2 separate regions of the Sus scrofa genome follow, and region 2 is linked to region 1. The links are chromatin contacts, called in public promoter capture Hi-C maps. All regions are on one chromosome and are shown on one strand. Each heading gives the region's core, a stretch centred on a gene start, on an enhancer-like site or on the middle of the called end of the contact. The rest is flanking DNA. Distances are from core to core; before and after follow the strand shown. Region 1 holds the start of LBX1 (ladybird homeobox 1). Region 2 holds the start of POLL (DNA polymerase lambda).

Region 1 (7,122 bases), core at 1,943-4,442:
CAGGCTCCATCCTGCTGTCCGACTGATACCACCCGAAGCTTAGCCAGTGCCCCAAGGAGCGGGGAAGGAATTCCCTCGGGTCCTGGGTAGGATGCATGAGCCCCAGGGCAAGTCTCCCCCCATGCAGCCTTTGCCCCACACAAATTAATTCTGCACCCGTGCAGCCCTCAAAGTATGCACACGTTTTCTCCCAGCATTGCACGCCTCACTTTTTACCCGGACCTGGCGAAGCCTGCTTCTCTCACCCCTGCACCACTTGGTAGCTACCGCCGGTTTGTGCAAGAAGCGCCTCCTCCCTCACTACTTACCCCCACATCCCTCATTCTCATGCCTGCCCCGAAACTCCTCCAAATCTCCAAGGCCTGGGCAGAGGGTGACTAGCAGCGGCGAGACACCCAGAACCTGCCACGGCTTCACTGAATAGGGCCCACTCATTCAGACACCGTCACCGCCGGTTCTAGTAAAATGGCAAAGACTTTATTTATCGGAGAAAGAGGCCTTGGGTACAGTCTGGGGAGGAGAGGGCAGGGCAGGAGCAGGGGAGTGGCACGCAGGACCCACCCTCATCTGGCCACCCTTTTCTGGCCAAGTCGAGCTAGGAGCAGGGCATTGGAAACTGCAAGACAGACCCAGAGCTGCAGAGGAGGTGGGGCGAGGGCTTAAGTCGGCCTCCTCTCGATCTCTGTCACATGCAAAAAAATTCTAAAAAGAGTAAAAAATAATTCTAGGGCTTTGGGTTCCGTTTTCGTTGGTTGGTTGGATTTCCCCCTGTTTTGTCCCTAAGACTCGGACCCCTCGGTAGTCAGTCCAAGGAAACCGAGAGAGGGTGGGAAGGAATCTTAAAAATAGCGTTACTGGGCATTTGGAGGCAGAAATGGCACTGAGAACAGGCTTCTCTCGAGGGGGGAAGAAAACATCTATTTGAAACTTGCAAGTCAAGACCCAGTTGCCCCCCTCAGCCCCTTCCGACGCAGGGGGGGAAATGCAGAAGGAAATAAAAGAAGTCAACTGCAATAGGCCTAGGGAAGTGAGGAGGGAGAAGGCCGGTGCATTCGCCACATGCAGAGAAAAATCAGAACAGTCGGGGCGGCCCCCTCCTCCAGACCTCGGGGTTAAATGTTCGTTACCCTCGATTCTGCCTCGCCCTCAGCAAACCCGGCAGCAGCCTGAGAGCTTTGAAATCATGGAGATCTCCGAAATTTTAAAAAATAAAAGAAAGAAAAAAGTCAGGCTGCGATGGGAAGAACCCGGAGTATAGGTTTAAATATTTATACAGAAGCCATACAGAGCTGCACGGCGAGGGCTCCCGGGGCGGTGGAGGCCGCGCGCGGCGGCCGGCCCGGCCGGCCGGCCCGGGTTTATTGCTTCGTGAGGGAAGAGGCGGCCGCCGGGAGCCGAGTCCGGGCCAGGGACAGGGGAGAAGGCGGGAGTTGCAGAGGAGGTCCCAGCTCCCCTTGGCGGTCCGGTCCGGGAGGCGGCCGGCAAACGGCGCTAGGAGCCCAGGGCGGCGGAAGATGCCGGGGCGCAGCTCAATCATCCACGTCGATCTCCTCGTCTTCCTCGTCCTCCGAGCAGTCCTGGCTGCTGGCCGGCTGGTCCGTGAGCGGGGAGGCAGGAGAGAGCTGCAGGGGCCCGGCGCCCGGGGCCTGCGGGGCGCCTGGGGGGAGTGCCGGAGAGCCAGGCCTGGACTTGGCCCTGCCGCAGCCGCCGCCACCGCCGCCTGCAGCCTCAGAGTTCTGCTCCAGTTCGGCCAGCGCCACGATGTCCATCTGCCCACTGGGGCCCAGTTTCTTGGCGGACTCCACGTCGGCCTTCATCTCCTCCAGGTCCCGCTTGAGCTTGGCGCGCCGATTCTGAAACCAGGTGATGACCTGAGCATTGGTGAGGCCCAGCTGCTGCGCAATTTGGTCACGATCGGCGGGGGACAGGTACTTCTGGTAAAGGAAGCGCTTCTCCAACTCATAGATCTGGTGGTTGGTGAAGGCCGTTCGCGACTTTCGCCGCTTCTTGGGGGTCTGCCGCTGCCCAAAGATGGTCATTCCATCGCGGCCTGCGAGGAAACCAAAATATAGGCTTGCTCCAGGGGAGAGGAGACCCCCACCCTGGCCCTTACTCACCGCACCTAGACCTATCCGGCCTGTGGTCAGTCGCTGTCGCCTGCCGGATTAGATTCGACCACCAGGACTAGGGCAAGCCTCAGCTATGGCAAGCCCCCTTCCCCCATTTCTCAGCTACCGGAAGTCCCTAGGAAAAAATTGTTTTGGTCTCTGCCGGGTCACTTGAGAGTTGGTTTGAAAGACTCGATGTCCCTGGAACAGGAGAGAGCCAGACAGGGACTCCCTGACTGGGTGTGAATGCTGGCTCTCCACCACATTGCAATCAACTCAGCTCTACCTACCCAAAAGGTCCTAGCCAAGGCTCTCCAAACCCCAGTTCCCCGGGCCACTGTGAAAGGGAGGGAGCCAGGCAGAGCAGACCGACTGCGGAGAGATCTTGGGTTCCCGCCTCCCTTCCTCAGTCACTCGATCTGGCCTATCCAGAGGTCCCTAGGAAACAGGGTTTGGGTCCTGTCCCACGCATCTCCACTCCCAGCGGCAGCAGCTTGGGCTGGAGGGCCCTGGCGGCTGGCAAGGGAGGAGGCGGGCAGAGGGACCAGGCACTAAGCGTGGGACCCCTGGATCCAGGCGCGGGGTGCTGGTCGCAAAGGTACCCAGTGGCGGCGCCTACCTTCGGCTGCCTGCAGGACGCTGACCTCCAGCCCCTTAAAAGTCTTGCTGGCGAGCTCCTCCAGGGCGCACAGCGGCGAGGTCTGTGAGAGCAGCGCGCGGCCCGCCAGGGGCAAGCCGCCCGGCGCGTGCTTGTCCGCGGCCGCCAGTAGGTGCGCCGCCCCGCACAGCGAGTAACTTCTCCGCACAGACGGCTTGTTGAGGATGTCCTCAATGCTGAAAGGCGTTAGCGGCTTGTTGGAGTTGGCGGGCGGCGGCAGGTGGTCCAGAGGGCTGCGCCGCCTCTCCTCCCCCGGCGCCGCCTTGCTGTCCTCCTTGGAAGTCATCTCGGCCTCTTTTGGGGGCCCGGCCGGGGCGGCTCGGGTCGCGGGGACCCAGCCCGCGGGCAGCTCGGGCGCCGGGCGGCGCGAGCGGGTGGCAGGCAGACAGGAGGCCGCGCTGGGCAGGACGCGGGCCGGGCTCGGGCCGATTAGCGCAGCGGCAGAGGCGAACAGAGCCGCACGGGGCCCCAGGAGGAGGGCGCTGACGCGGGCGCCACAGCCGCCGGGGCTTCCAGCAATCCGGGGCCCGAGCCGGGGCGCGCCGCGCGGGGCTCCAGTTTCGCCAGCCCCCGGTGCTATTTAAAGGTGTCAGGTGGCTCCGCGGCGGCTCCTGGCCCCGGGTCCTGGCGGCGGCAGTTGGAAGAGCCGAGGCGAGGGCGCCGATCCCGTACTGCGAGGGGAGGCGGAGAGATGGGGCAATTGACTATTGCTAACAAGTTAGCCTTGATCGAGGAGTAATCAATTATCTGCAGCGGCACTTCTCTCTCTCTCTTTCTCTTTCTCCCTGTCTTTCTCCTCTCTTCTTTCTCTCTGTTCTCTCTCTTCCTGTTCTCTCCCTCCCTCTCTCCCTCCCTCCCTCCCTCTCTCTTCTCTTCTCCGCTCCCCCCGTCTCTCTCCTTCTCCCTCTCCCTCGTCCTCCCTTTCACTCTCTGTCCGTCCAATGCAGGCGGCTCTAAGTTGGGAAGCTCATTAATTAGCGGGCCTGGGGTAGGAGGAGCCGGCTGGAATTAGCCTGCCTAATGCGCCTGTCAGTCCGGGCGCTGCGCCGCGCTCGGCCCGAGCTGTTTGTAAATTACATTAGCGGCGCCTTTATTGCACCCGAACCTCCGGCGACTGAAAAGCCGCCGCCCCCACCCCAAACTGCGAGCCGCACTCCCGGCGCACCCACCTCCCGCCGGCCTGGCTGTAGCGGCAGCGCTGGCCCGGAGGTCTCAGGCTCTTCAACCAGGATTTGGCGCCCTAGAAGGGCTGCAGGAGCTCAGCCGGGGAGGTATGCAGCCGCCGCGCGGGCCAGGTAAGACCAGTAGTCTGGGTGGGCCCAGTGTCGCGGGCCCAGAGAGGACTTTGCCAAGCTGAGATCAAAGACCTAGCGCCCCTAACCCTAGACCCACTTGTCCCTCACCCTCGGCCTTGGGCCACGCGCCCGGGGCGAAGGAATCTGCAGCCCTCCAGCTGGCCCGCGGGAGGTCCGAGGGGGCTCTGCAGCCCTGAGTGAGGCGACACGGGAAGCAGGGGTGAGGGAGCCCGGGGGTTGGGGTAGGAGGCCAGCCAGAGGACACAGCTTTCCCCAACCAAGTGGTGGAAGGGGAGTTGTTGGTGACTCTAGACCCCTCTTCCCCGGCGTGAGCCCAAAGCGACAGCCTTACCTCCTCCGGCAGTCTTGCACACTCTCTTCGGGCCGCGGCTCTCCGGGTCGGCCGGGGCCACCGCCGGTCTGGTGACTGGTGTCCGACCGAGTAGCCGGGCCGGGTGCTGGGGCTAACGGGGCAGGCTCAGGGCCTCCCCGCTGCGCTCTGCCGGGCCCCGGCCGGGGCCCCGCTGCCGGCCCCGCCCAGCCCAGCGCCGGGCTTGAGTGCACCGCCAGGCCGACTCCAGCTGTTCCGGATGCGGGGCGGGGGCCGGGAGGGGGCCGGGCCACGGGCCGGGGCTGTGCTCTCAGGAACCAGGAGGGATCTGGGGTTCGAGTCAGACTGGGCACTGGAAACCCTACAGTCCGAATTCTCTCTATATCAGGCGAGCATTTGTGTGCATGGGTGTTTGAATGTGTTTATGTTTTGAATGTGTATATTTATGTGTGGTTCTCCATGTGTATATTTGTGTGTATGTATGTGAATCTGTGGGTATTTAGGCGTGTTTAAACCCCCTACCTATGTCTTCCATTCCCCTGATGCACCCAAGGGGGGCTGTAGCCCCAGGGTTTTTTTCCTCTTGAGTCCCTCCTTTGGTTTGTGTGGGGCCACTTGCCCTGCCACCCTAATTTTCTATTTCTGTTCCTGTAGAAAGGAGGGGAGAAGAGGGGGGAGTTGGAGCCAAAGGAGGAAGAGCTGTTCTCCTCCCCACATACAGCCCAGCCCTTTCCCTGGCTTTGTTTGTAAACTCCTGGGCAAGCAGTGTGATCTGGCAGCCCTGCTTGGTCCAGAAAAGGGTCCAGAAGGCCAGTGTGAAGGACTGTGGCCCAGCCCAGAGGTTGGGATGGGAAGAATTAGCCTCTTGGGCTTCTTGTCCCTTCATATGTCCTCCAGAGAGGGAATCAAGCTGAGCTATGGGACAGGGGACAGTTTCTCTTCCTGGATGCTTCCAGCATAAGGTCCCGTGAGCATCAGAGATCAGTTTTTTGTTTTTTGGTTTGTTTGTTTTTTGTTTTTAAATTTCCTGGTTAGGACCTGTAGGAGAATGGATTCTTGTTTGGGACCCCCAATGCCTGCCCCAGGTCTGCTTGGGAGTGTTGGGAAAAGCTATTTACCCTCTTGGGCATCTTTGTCCTGCATTTTGTGGGGGAGGACAGGTATTTTAGAAGCGGGAATGGTGAGAATATTCCCTCAGAGCTGCAGAGCTATCCCCAAAGCAGGCCTGTCTCTGATGCATTGGTGCTATTCTGGGAGCCATGAGGTGAGGGTGGCCCTGGAGTCAGAGTCAGGAGATGGTAGAGAGGGACCTGAGGGAGAGGACTCCAGGGAGTTGGATCCTGCTGGCTTGTAATCTCTGGGACCTGGGACCAAAGAGGATCTGCTCTTTCCTCTGACTTCCTGCTCTCAGGATTCTGCTTCAGCCTCTGACCCACAGACCTTTCCTGCTAAAACCCCAAAGCCCTGACCCAGAGCCTCAGGCAAGCCATAGCCCCCATCCTAGGGGACTCCTTGGTCTCAATCCTCCAGAGGGGCTCCCTCCCACACTTCCCCTCCCCCATTCCTCCAGTTTGTTCCTGTCACCACAGCTGATATTGGCCTGCAAGACAGGATCTTAAGGACAACCCTGCTAGTATTCATCTTCCAGTTTCTCAGGATCAGCAGAGTTTAGGATTATTGTGAGGCTGCCTGGAAGGTTAGAAAGGAGAATTGGGGAACATAGGGGTGGGAACATAGAATTCCTCCACTGGAACCCTGTTTCCCTGCCCTTTTAGTCTTTGGCCACATTGTGTCACAGTGGACAGAACATTCTGCAATCATCTGCGACATAACCCCTTCCATCCCACCATCACCAAATCTTTTCTTCCCTTTCTGGTAACTACCTGCCACCCAGTCCCAAGGCTTTGTGGTTTGTTTGTTTGTTTGTTGGGTTGTTTGTTTGGTTGGTTGTTTGTTTGTTTGTTTGTTTGGCATAATTGGTTGAACTCTGTCACATAGCTTTGGTCAGCACAGCTGGGGGTTCAGGGGGCACACATGGTGCCACCTGTCTGTTTTGTGGCTTAGGGCCCCCTGCCTCCATCACCTCATCCAGATTATCTTCAAAAACCAGGCCAACTGCCCTAATGATTTTATCTCCTATCCTGTGGTTTTCCGAAACTCCAGACTCCAGTGTGTGGGCAGCAGGGATCTTCTTGAACTCCTAGTGCCCAAATCCATGGGCTCCTCCTGCAGAGATAGGAGCTGTTTTGGGTTTGTCTTCAGACTCACTCTCACTTCTGCCAAAATGGGAGATCCTCAAGGACTGGGTCCTTGATGGGGGGATTCCATCTACTTCAGACCTTCACAGGCCAGGCAGAGCCGGAACCGGGCACCCTTAAGTATTGGCTGAGTGAGTTTTTGTCAAGCTAATGGAGTATAAACAATTGTGCAAGGAGGAGGGGGAAGGTTTGGGCCTTGGCAGTCCCACCTCAGAGGAGTGTTGGAGATTGTGAGATTTGGAAAGGGGAGTAAGTAATTTAGAGGAAGTTGGGGTGAGGGTTGGTGGGAAGGAACTTTGCCATTGCTCCAGGATCCCACCTTCTGCTCCGTATCCCTTCACTCCTGGGATCCAAGGCTGGATCAGGAAGACTCTCTAAGGGCTCCCCAACCCTAATCTGCTGGGTGTCTTCTCCTCTGGAGGTGGAAGCAGCTGATCCCTGGAGTCTGCTCCACGGAGAGAATGCCTGTCTT
Region 2 (7,345 bases), core at 4,037-6,536, 330 kb after region 1:
CCCCCCACCCCTCTGAACTTGCTCTTTCCCCACTCCTCCCAAGCGCCGGTGGCCGGTGGCCCACAGCTTCCTCTGCCCGCTGGGCTGCCCTGTTGAGGGATCAAGAGTTCTTGGTTTCAGGCCAGGCCCTGACCTTAGAGTAGGGCCTGGCTGTGCTCACTGCCTGGGACATCTGCTTACTGTCTGCTCGATCTCTGAAGCCTCCTCCCTGGGCATGCGGTCCAGGAAGTCATGGTAATGCTTCAGACCAATGGCCTGCTGGGTAGTCAGAGAGGCTTGGTTTCGGATATCTTCTAGGCTCCGGAAACCCTGAAAAAAGGAAGCCAGATGGGAAGGCTATGAGGATCCAGGACCAATGAGGAGGCAGTGTGTGCGCGCGCGCGTGTGCACACACACACACGAGGCTTCTATCACCCCCAGACTCTAAGAAAGGCCTGAAGCAGGACCAACCCAGGAGCTGGGTCTGTCATCAGTGGGACTTGGGAAAGGCAGGCGGCAGAGAAGACACACCCCAATCCAGCCAGGCCACAATCCTAAAACTGGCTCATGATTCCAGTGGGCTGGGGGTGATTCTGGGCATGGCTGGGTTTGGGAACCACTGATCTGGATACTCAGCCCTAAGGCCTGGTCTCCTCAGGAGAAACACACTTCTTGTCTCTGGCTACACTACAGATGAAGCCTCAAGGATAACAAGCAACAGGGCGGTTCTTGGAGCCAAGAGAGGGATCAGCATGAGCCCTGGCCCCTTTGAAAAGTGGTTTCCCTACAGTCCGGGTTCATTCTCATCAGAGCATAAGGGTAAGATAAGATATAGCGAAACTGAAGTGGGGGCTGGGACAGCATTTGACCTGATGGTACCACAGCTGGGCAGTCTTGGTTCCAGCTCCCCAGATGTTGGAGAAGAGCTGTAAGACAGGCACGCTTTCGCTGATGTGGTCGAGCTTCCTCAGGTGCCCACTCTCCAGAATCTCTAGGATCTTCTCAGCCATCCGCTTTCCAATCCCGGGTATAGCGCAGGCCTCCTAGAGGAAGAGGAGGCAGAGGCAGGAAGGAAGAGTGAGCAGATGGGCGGGTAGAGCCAGTGGGGGAAGCTGACTGCTTTAGCAGGTGTCCTGGATGGCTGGTAACAGGTAGCTGTGTAAAGCTTGGGTGCAGGTGAAGATAAAAAGTTTGGGCGGAGTGGGCTGGACTTGTCTGCTGGTTCCCAAAGGAACAGAGGTTAGCAGAGGCAGCAGAGGAAAGGCGGTAATGAGGGACCGAGTCACCATCACCATGGCAACAGTGGAGAGGACATTTACTGACACTTTACCCTGTATCAGAACCTGCACTACAGGGGTCATCTCATGGAGTCCTCATGGGAACAGGTGTTTCTACTATTCTTAGTCCCTTTTTACTGAGAAAACTGATGCTCAGAGGGTTTAAGTAACTTGTCTAGGAGTTCCCGTCATGGCTCAGTGGTTAACGAATCCGACTAGGAACCATGAGGTTGCACATTCAATCCCTGCCCTTGCTCAGTGGGTTGAGATTCTGGCATTGCCGTGAGCTGTGGTGTAGGCCGCAAACGCGGCTCTGAATTGGCCAGAGGCTACAGCTCCAATTCAACCCCTAGCCTGGGAACCTCCAAATGCCATGGGAGTGGCCCAAGAAAATGGCAAAAAAAAGGCAAAAAAAAAAAGAGTAACTTGTCTAAAGTCACATAGTTAGTGATTGATGGGAACCAGAATTCAAACTCTGGTGTGTTGGCCTCCAGAGTCTAAACTTTTAAAAAACTTTTTATTATGGAAAAAAATTCCAAAGTAGAGAGACTAGTATAATGGACCCCAAGTTCCCATCACCCAGCTTCTATAATTACCAAGATTTTGCCAATCTGCTTTCATTAAAATTCCTACTTTTTTCCTTTGTGCAAGTCTCAGAATCATAAAATCTTAACCACTCTACCTGATCCCTACTTGTGACTGGTGTCTCCACCAATCTCTGACCAGTAAAGAGAAGGACCCCTCCCCACCGCCCCACATAACCTTCCCTGGCCCCCAGGTACCTGGTAGGAGGTGACAGGCTTGTGGAAGCTCTTGAGGGCATTGATGGCTTTAGCATAGCCCAGGGCCCTCCACTTGTCTCCCTGAACACTGTAGGCTTTGGCCAGCACTTCCAGCTTCTCTGTGATGTGGGGGTTGTGGTTGGTCGCCTTCTGACTTGAAGGCTGTGCACAGACCCACTTATCCAGGCCCTTGGGGGCTGGGCTAGGCTCTCCATCTTCCTCAAGGGGGGTGGGGTAGCGGCCGCTGATCAGGGCTTCCAGATCAGCTGCACTAACCTGGGTCTCTTCCCCATCACTGGTGTCACCATCAGAGCCGGGCTTGAGGTAGGAAAGGAGAAGAGACATTAAGTTCAGGCCCTCCTTGAGGAGGGCTCCTCAGAAGTAGGGGTTGAGTTTCCTAGTCAGACCCAAGAATGAAGCTGGTCTTCTGCATCAGATCTGGGTCTCCTTAAATGTGGGGCTGTGTTCCCTTTGGCTCCCCCAGTGTCCAGCCCTAGGATCCTCAGTGGTATGTGGCAGATGTGGCTTGAGCAAATGCAGGAGTGATGAGTGCTGGGAAGAGCTAAGTGGCTTCACAGTGAAGACAGCCTTCCTCTCTCAGAGGGCTGGGAATTTCTGAACAACCACCAGGCTCTCCCTGTTTCTGTGATCTAGTTCCCAGGGGAAGGGAGGCTCCTGACCTGTGCTTGGATGCTCGCAAACTCCTCTGTCCTCTCAGAAGGAGATACAGGTCTGGTGGGAGGAGAGGGAGGAGAGAGGGCTGTCCTGAGCGGAGTCTCACGGGCTCCAGGGGAAGTAGAGGAGTCATTGCCTGCCTTGCTGAGCTGTGCTTGATCCAGGTACCTGCAGGAATGGTGTTGGGAGGTTAAGACACCAAAAGTCTTGCCCTCTCTCTGCTTCCAATCCTTCTCTACTCTGAAATCTTTTTTTAATGTGTCCAATTAAGACAATAAGTTATTTTTAATAACTTAAGAGTGCTCAAGAAAACATTGAGAAAAGACTAGGACTAGCCCACCTCTCGGGGATGAAGATGCTGAATCCTGCCGTGTCCACCAGCCTTCTCTCCTGCAGGCACAAGCTCAACCAGGCAGACTTCACCAGCTGAGCACCTGGGGGCAGCCTGGGCAGTCTAAGGAGGCGCAGGGCTCGCTCACAGTCCATGCCTTCATCCACCACAATGTGAGTGACCCCCGGGGCCTGGGCAGGGCATAGCTGGCCACCATGCTGGACAATCTGCTTCTCAAAGAGTTCTGCTCGGGCTCGCCCAATGCCAGTGGGCACAACATGTGCCCGCACGGAGCTCAGCCACTCTGTGGAGGGGACATCCAGATGCCTACTGTCATACTTTAGGACATGATCCAAATGAACTCTTCACAGTCCCTTTCCCCTAATCGTTTTCCTCCAACCAGACAGCCCGCCACAAGCATACATTAATTTCCTCATGGGCCATTACTCGGTGGAAGGGGCAAGGATTTTGATATGTCCTATTCTCTGATGTAACCTGACACAGTGTCTGGTGCATTGTAGGTACCCTATATCACTGCATTTGATCATTTACTCTTTCAACAAATATTAGGATTTCCTGTTGTGGCTCAGTGGTAACAAACCCACCTAGTATCCATGAGGATGCAGGTTCAATCCCTAGGCTTGCTCAGTGGGTTAAGGATCTGGCATTGCTCTGAGCTGTGGCATAGGCCAGCAGGTGTAGTTCCAATTTGACTCCTGGCCTGGGAACTTCCATACGCTGCATGTGTGGCTCGCAAAAAAAAAAAAAAAAAAAAAAAAATTAGTAGGCACCTGTTATGTATCATGCATGGCAAATCTCTTGCCATTATAAGCCTCACAGTCTAATAATTCCTCTCCCCCAACCCAGGCCACCAGGTAAGCTTTTGCTATCTAGTTGCCAATTTAGCCACAAAATAACTAAATTGTTTGGATCCCCTCCTCTGGCCAGCAGACAATCTCACAAAGAGCACAGGATTCTGCTGGGTCATTTCCTTAGGGACCAGGAAGAATTCTTCTGATTGATGGAGGTCTCAACAAGTTGCCTGTCAAAGACTGGGAACCAAGCCTAGTGTAAGGCAGGTACAAACCAACCCGCAGGCTCTGGGACGGCAGAGTCAGCTGTAATATCTGATTCTGGACATGAACTATGTAGAAGCTTGAGGCTCAAGTACATGAGGGTTCTGAGGGTGGGTCCACTCACCTCCTGCTTCTTCTCCATCTTCCCTCTTGGGAATCTTTGCAAGTGCTTTTGATGATGGACTGGTATGAATTTTCCTCCGCTTGGGAAATGCCTTCAAGATGCCCCTGGGGTCCATTGAGATATGACTGGATCCTGGTCTTTCTGTTGGAGGGTTGATCAGGGCAGCTGTCATGTGGAAACGCAGAAGTGAGGCTCCACAACCTCTCTGACTGTGAAGGTGGGGTGTGTACTGACTAGGCCTTGGGGGCAGTAGCCTAGTTCCCAAGAGTCTCCCAAAAACCTAAGTGAACTTGGGTGGTTTAGCCTAGCTCTACACTCACTAGCTTTTCAAAGTCAGAGCACTGGGGGAAATGAGGGGAAGAGTGGAACTCTTGGAAGAGCTTTTGAGGGGCGCCAAACAATATCATTTCTCAGGGGGTTGCTCTGAAGATTCAGTGTGCAGCGTCTGCTCTTGCTGCTTCCCACTTCCAAAGGGCTTTACCAAAACGGATGCCAGGCTAGGAATGGACCACATCTTTAGTAAGGTCTTGGACTCCCAAGAGGAGTGAGGACTGGGGAGAACCTGCATATAATCTTTATACCCATCACAGACCCACAGACGAAAAACCGGGGTTGGGGTGGCAGGCGGAGGTTAGAGAGGCTGGTGGGGGAACGCTCTGCACCTGCCCTGGTCTCCGACCAGACCTCTCGGCACGGGGGCGCACAGGCCCGCAGCTGCGGGGAGATGAACGACTGTAGCAGGTGTGGGGCGCCTTCTGGGACAGGGGCACTCTAGGCCTCACAGCTGGGGGTGGTGAAGACGCCAGCAGGTGTGGGGCACAGCTCCGTACGCAGCTGGCGCGCGCCAGGGACTCCCGACTGCGGGCCGGGGTGGGGTTCCATTTCCTGGATTCAGTCCAGGATGGGGTCAACTTGGGGCCTGATGGATCACAGGTGGTGGGCATGAGTAAACTACTCACCAGAGCAGCCAATGAGAGCGGATGAAGGGCGCGGGGGTTGGGGGACGGGAGGGGGAGGAAAAAGCAAACGCCCGGAACGTCTTCCGGGGTAGCCGGAAGTGGCCTTAGGCGGAACGTTGCCATGACAGCGGCTAGGCACGCGGCCGGGCGGAGGGAAGATGGCGGTGACCGGCTGGCTGGAGAGTCTCCGAGCGGCCGAGAAGACGGCGCTGTTGCAGGACGGTAACTCGAGGTCCCTCGCGAGCTCCCTTGTCCTTTCCCACAGGGTCTGTGCTTGTGCCTCCGGGAAGGCAGAGCTAGAAGGTCGTGGCCGCCAGCCAGGCCAGGTCCTGCCGAGGAAACTGAGGCCCAGAGAGATGACGTGACTGGGACGCGCGTCTCTGGACACCCCTGGTTTCCTCTACACCACCCTCCTCCGCTCTGAGTTCTGTTACTAGTAATAATAATTTCGTTCACGTTCGTTGTCATTTGCTCTTCACCGCCGTCCGGGGAGGCTGTTAAATTTTCACCCCATTACAGAAGAGGAAACTGAAATCGAAGATTTTAGACCAGCCCAAGTTCCCTCAGTTAGTCAGTGGTACAAGACGGCATCTTGACGTGGGATTCCATGAACCTCAATGTGGAGGTTCTATTGCTGAAAGCAGTCTAGTGTCAGAGAGGCAGTACACCTGGGCTCTAGTTAACGACTCTAGACTCCGTTAATTTAGTGGGCTCTCTTGTCGACCTCTTTACTTGTTTGAACCTACTTTCTTCATCTGTAAAATGAGGTGGTGGATTACCTCTGTTACTTCTGAGGTCCTTTACAGCTGTAATATCATGTTTATAAGTGAGCCTCTAAATTGGTCCCTGGATCTTTAAGGGAGACAAAGTAAGCCCCCACCCTCACTCCGGGGCTGGACTTGGAAGAGGTGGGCACAGGGGTATGGAGTCCTGACTTTCTTTCTCCCATCTTAGGACTGACCAGTGCTTTAGGGTTCCTTCCTGGACCCTCTTGACAGCCAGAATGAATTAGGTCTGAGTTCTTGTAGCTTTCAGGAAACCAGCAGGAACTGACATCCACAGGCAGAGACCAGTGAGGAAAGTGTGGCAACTGAAATCAGCTGGTCATTTGCTCATTGGTTCAGGCAGCATTTTAGGGATGCTTTTACTGTGTGTCAAGTGGTGTACTAGAGCAGATAGAAAAAAAAAGGCATGTTGTCCCAGGAGTTCACCGAGTGGTCAGGAAAAAGAAATGTAAATAAATGTGTGTGTGTGTTAAACAGAGATTGGACTCTTCGTAAAATTCTCTGAGCGCACAGAGGTGAAAGTGATTATCTCTTTGAAGGAAAGCCTGACAGAAGAGCTGATGTTTATGGGTCCTAACAGATGAATAGGTGTTTTCTCATAGAGAAAAAGGGATAGTTATCCCAAGAAGAAGGATGCATGTGTGAAGGCACGAGGTGTGAAAGTATATGGCTGATTACTAGGGGCCTAATAAATGTTTAGTGAGACTGAGGCATTCACCTGGTCTGTCATAATATCCCCTACACTGTGTCAGGTGTTAGGTGCTAGGACGCAAGCGTGAATAAAAGGTCTCTTTTTTCAAGGAGCATTGAGGGGAAATGGTGGAGAATGAAGAAAGATGGCAGGTGAATTGGGGTATGTGATGATCGATCTGCTATGCCAAACTAAAGATTCTGCACGTTATCTCATAGGACAGTGGTTTTGGTTTTTATTGTAAGAAGTACATAATATAAATTGGCCATCTTAACCATTTTTAAGCCTACAGTTCTGTGGCATTAAGTAGATTTACATTGTTGTGCCCCCATCACCACCATACAGCTCTAAACCTTTTCCATTTTCTTCAGCTGAAACTCTTTGCCCACTAAACACTAACTCCCTGGTCTCACTATCCTCAGCCTCTAGCAATCATCGTTCTACTTTCCATCTTTATGAATTTGATTGTAGCAAGAACCTCATAAGTGGAGTCATACAATATTTGTCCTTATGTGACTGGCTTATTTCATTCAGCGTAATGTCTTCAGGGTTCATCCATGGTGTCAGTTGTGTCAAAATTTCCTCCCTTTTTAAAGCTGAGTAATATTCTTCCATTGTATGTATATCCCACGTTTTGTTTATCCGTTGGTCTGTTGATGGACATTT

The links. Promoter capture Hi-C pulls out the DNA fragments that hold promoters and counts their contacts.
Region 2: a contact with region 1 is called in a promoter capture Hi-C map of liver, with 5 times the contacts expected there. The contact joins the promoter of POLL here to the promoter of LBX1 in region 1. A contact is called at or near these places in 4 of 5 promoter capture datasets (fetal liver, fetal skeletal muscle and liver), 14 of 47 Hi-C or Micro-C datasets (adipose tissue, blood, embryonic fibroblasts and 10 more) and 2 of 2 datasets of contacts at active chromatin or transcription factors (alveolar macrophages and skeletal muscle).

The regions. Positions count from the first base shown.
Region 1 is chr14:112,283,024-112,290,145 of Sscrofa11.1, forward strand. It overlaps LBX1 (ladybird homeobox 1), which reads right to left and starts at 3,193. Exons shown (of 2, transcript NM_001206336.1): 1 at 2,728-3,193; 2 at 1,238-2,050. The coding sequence starts at 3,052. The coding sequence ends at 1,530. It overlaps LOC110256659 (a long non-coding RNA gene), which reads left to right. Exons shown (of 2, transcript XR_002338515.1): 2 at 1-995. It overlaps LOC102161206 (a long non-coding RNA gene), which reads left to right and starts at 4,748. Exons shown (of 3, transcript XR_307765.3): 1 at 4,748-7,122.
Region 2 is chr14:112,612,062-112,619,406 of Sscrofa11.1, forward strand. It overlaps POLL (DNA polymerase lambda), which reads right to left and starts at 5,287. Exons shown (of 9, transcript XM_005671395.3): 1 at 5,204-5,287; 2 at 4,245-4,385; 3 at 3,054-3,348; 4 at 2,719-2,881; 5 at 2,039-2,356; 6 at 849-1,022; 7 at 181-309. The coding sequence starts at 4,359. It overlaps DPCD (protein DPCD), which reads left to right and starts at 5,277. Exons shown (of 6, transcript XM_001926725.4): 1 at 5,277-5,425. The coding sequence starts at 5,362.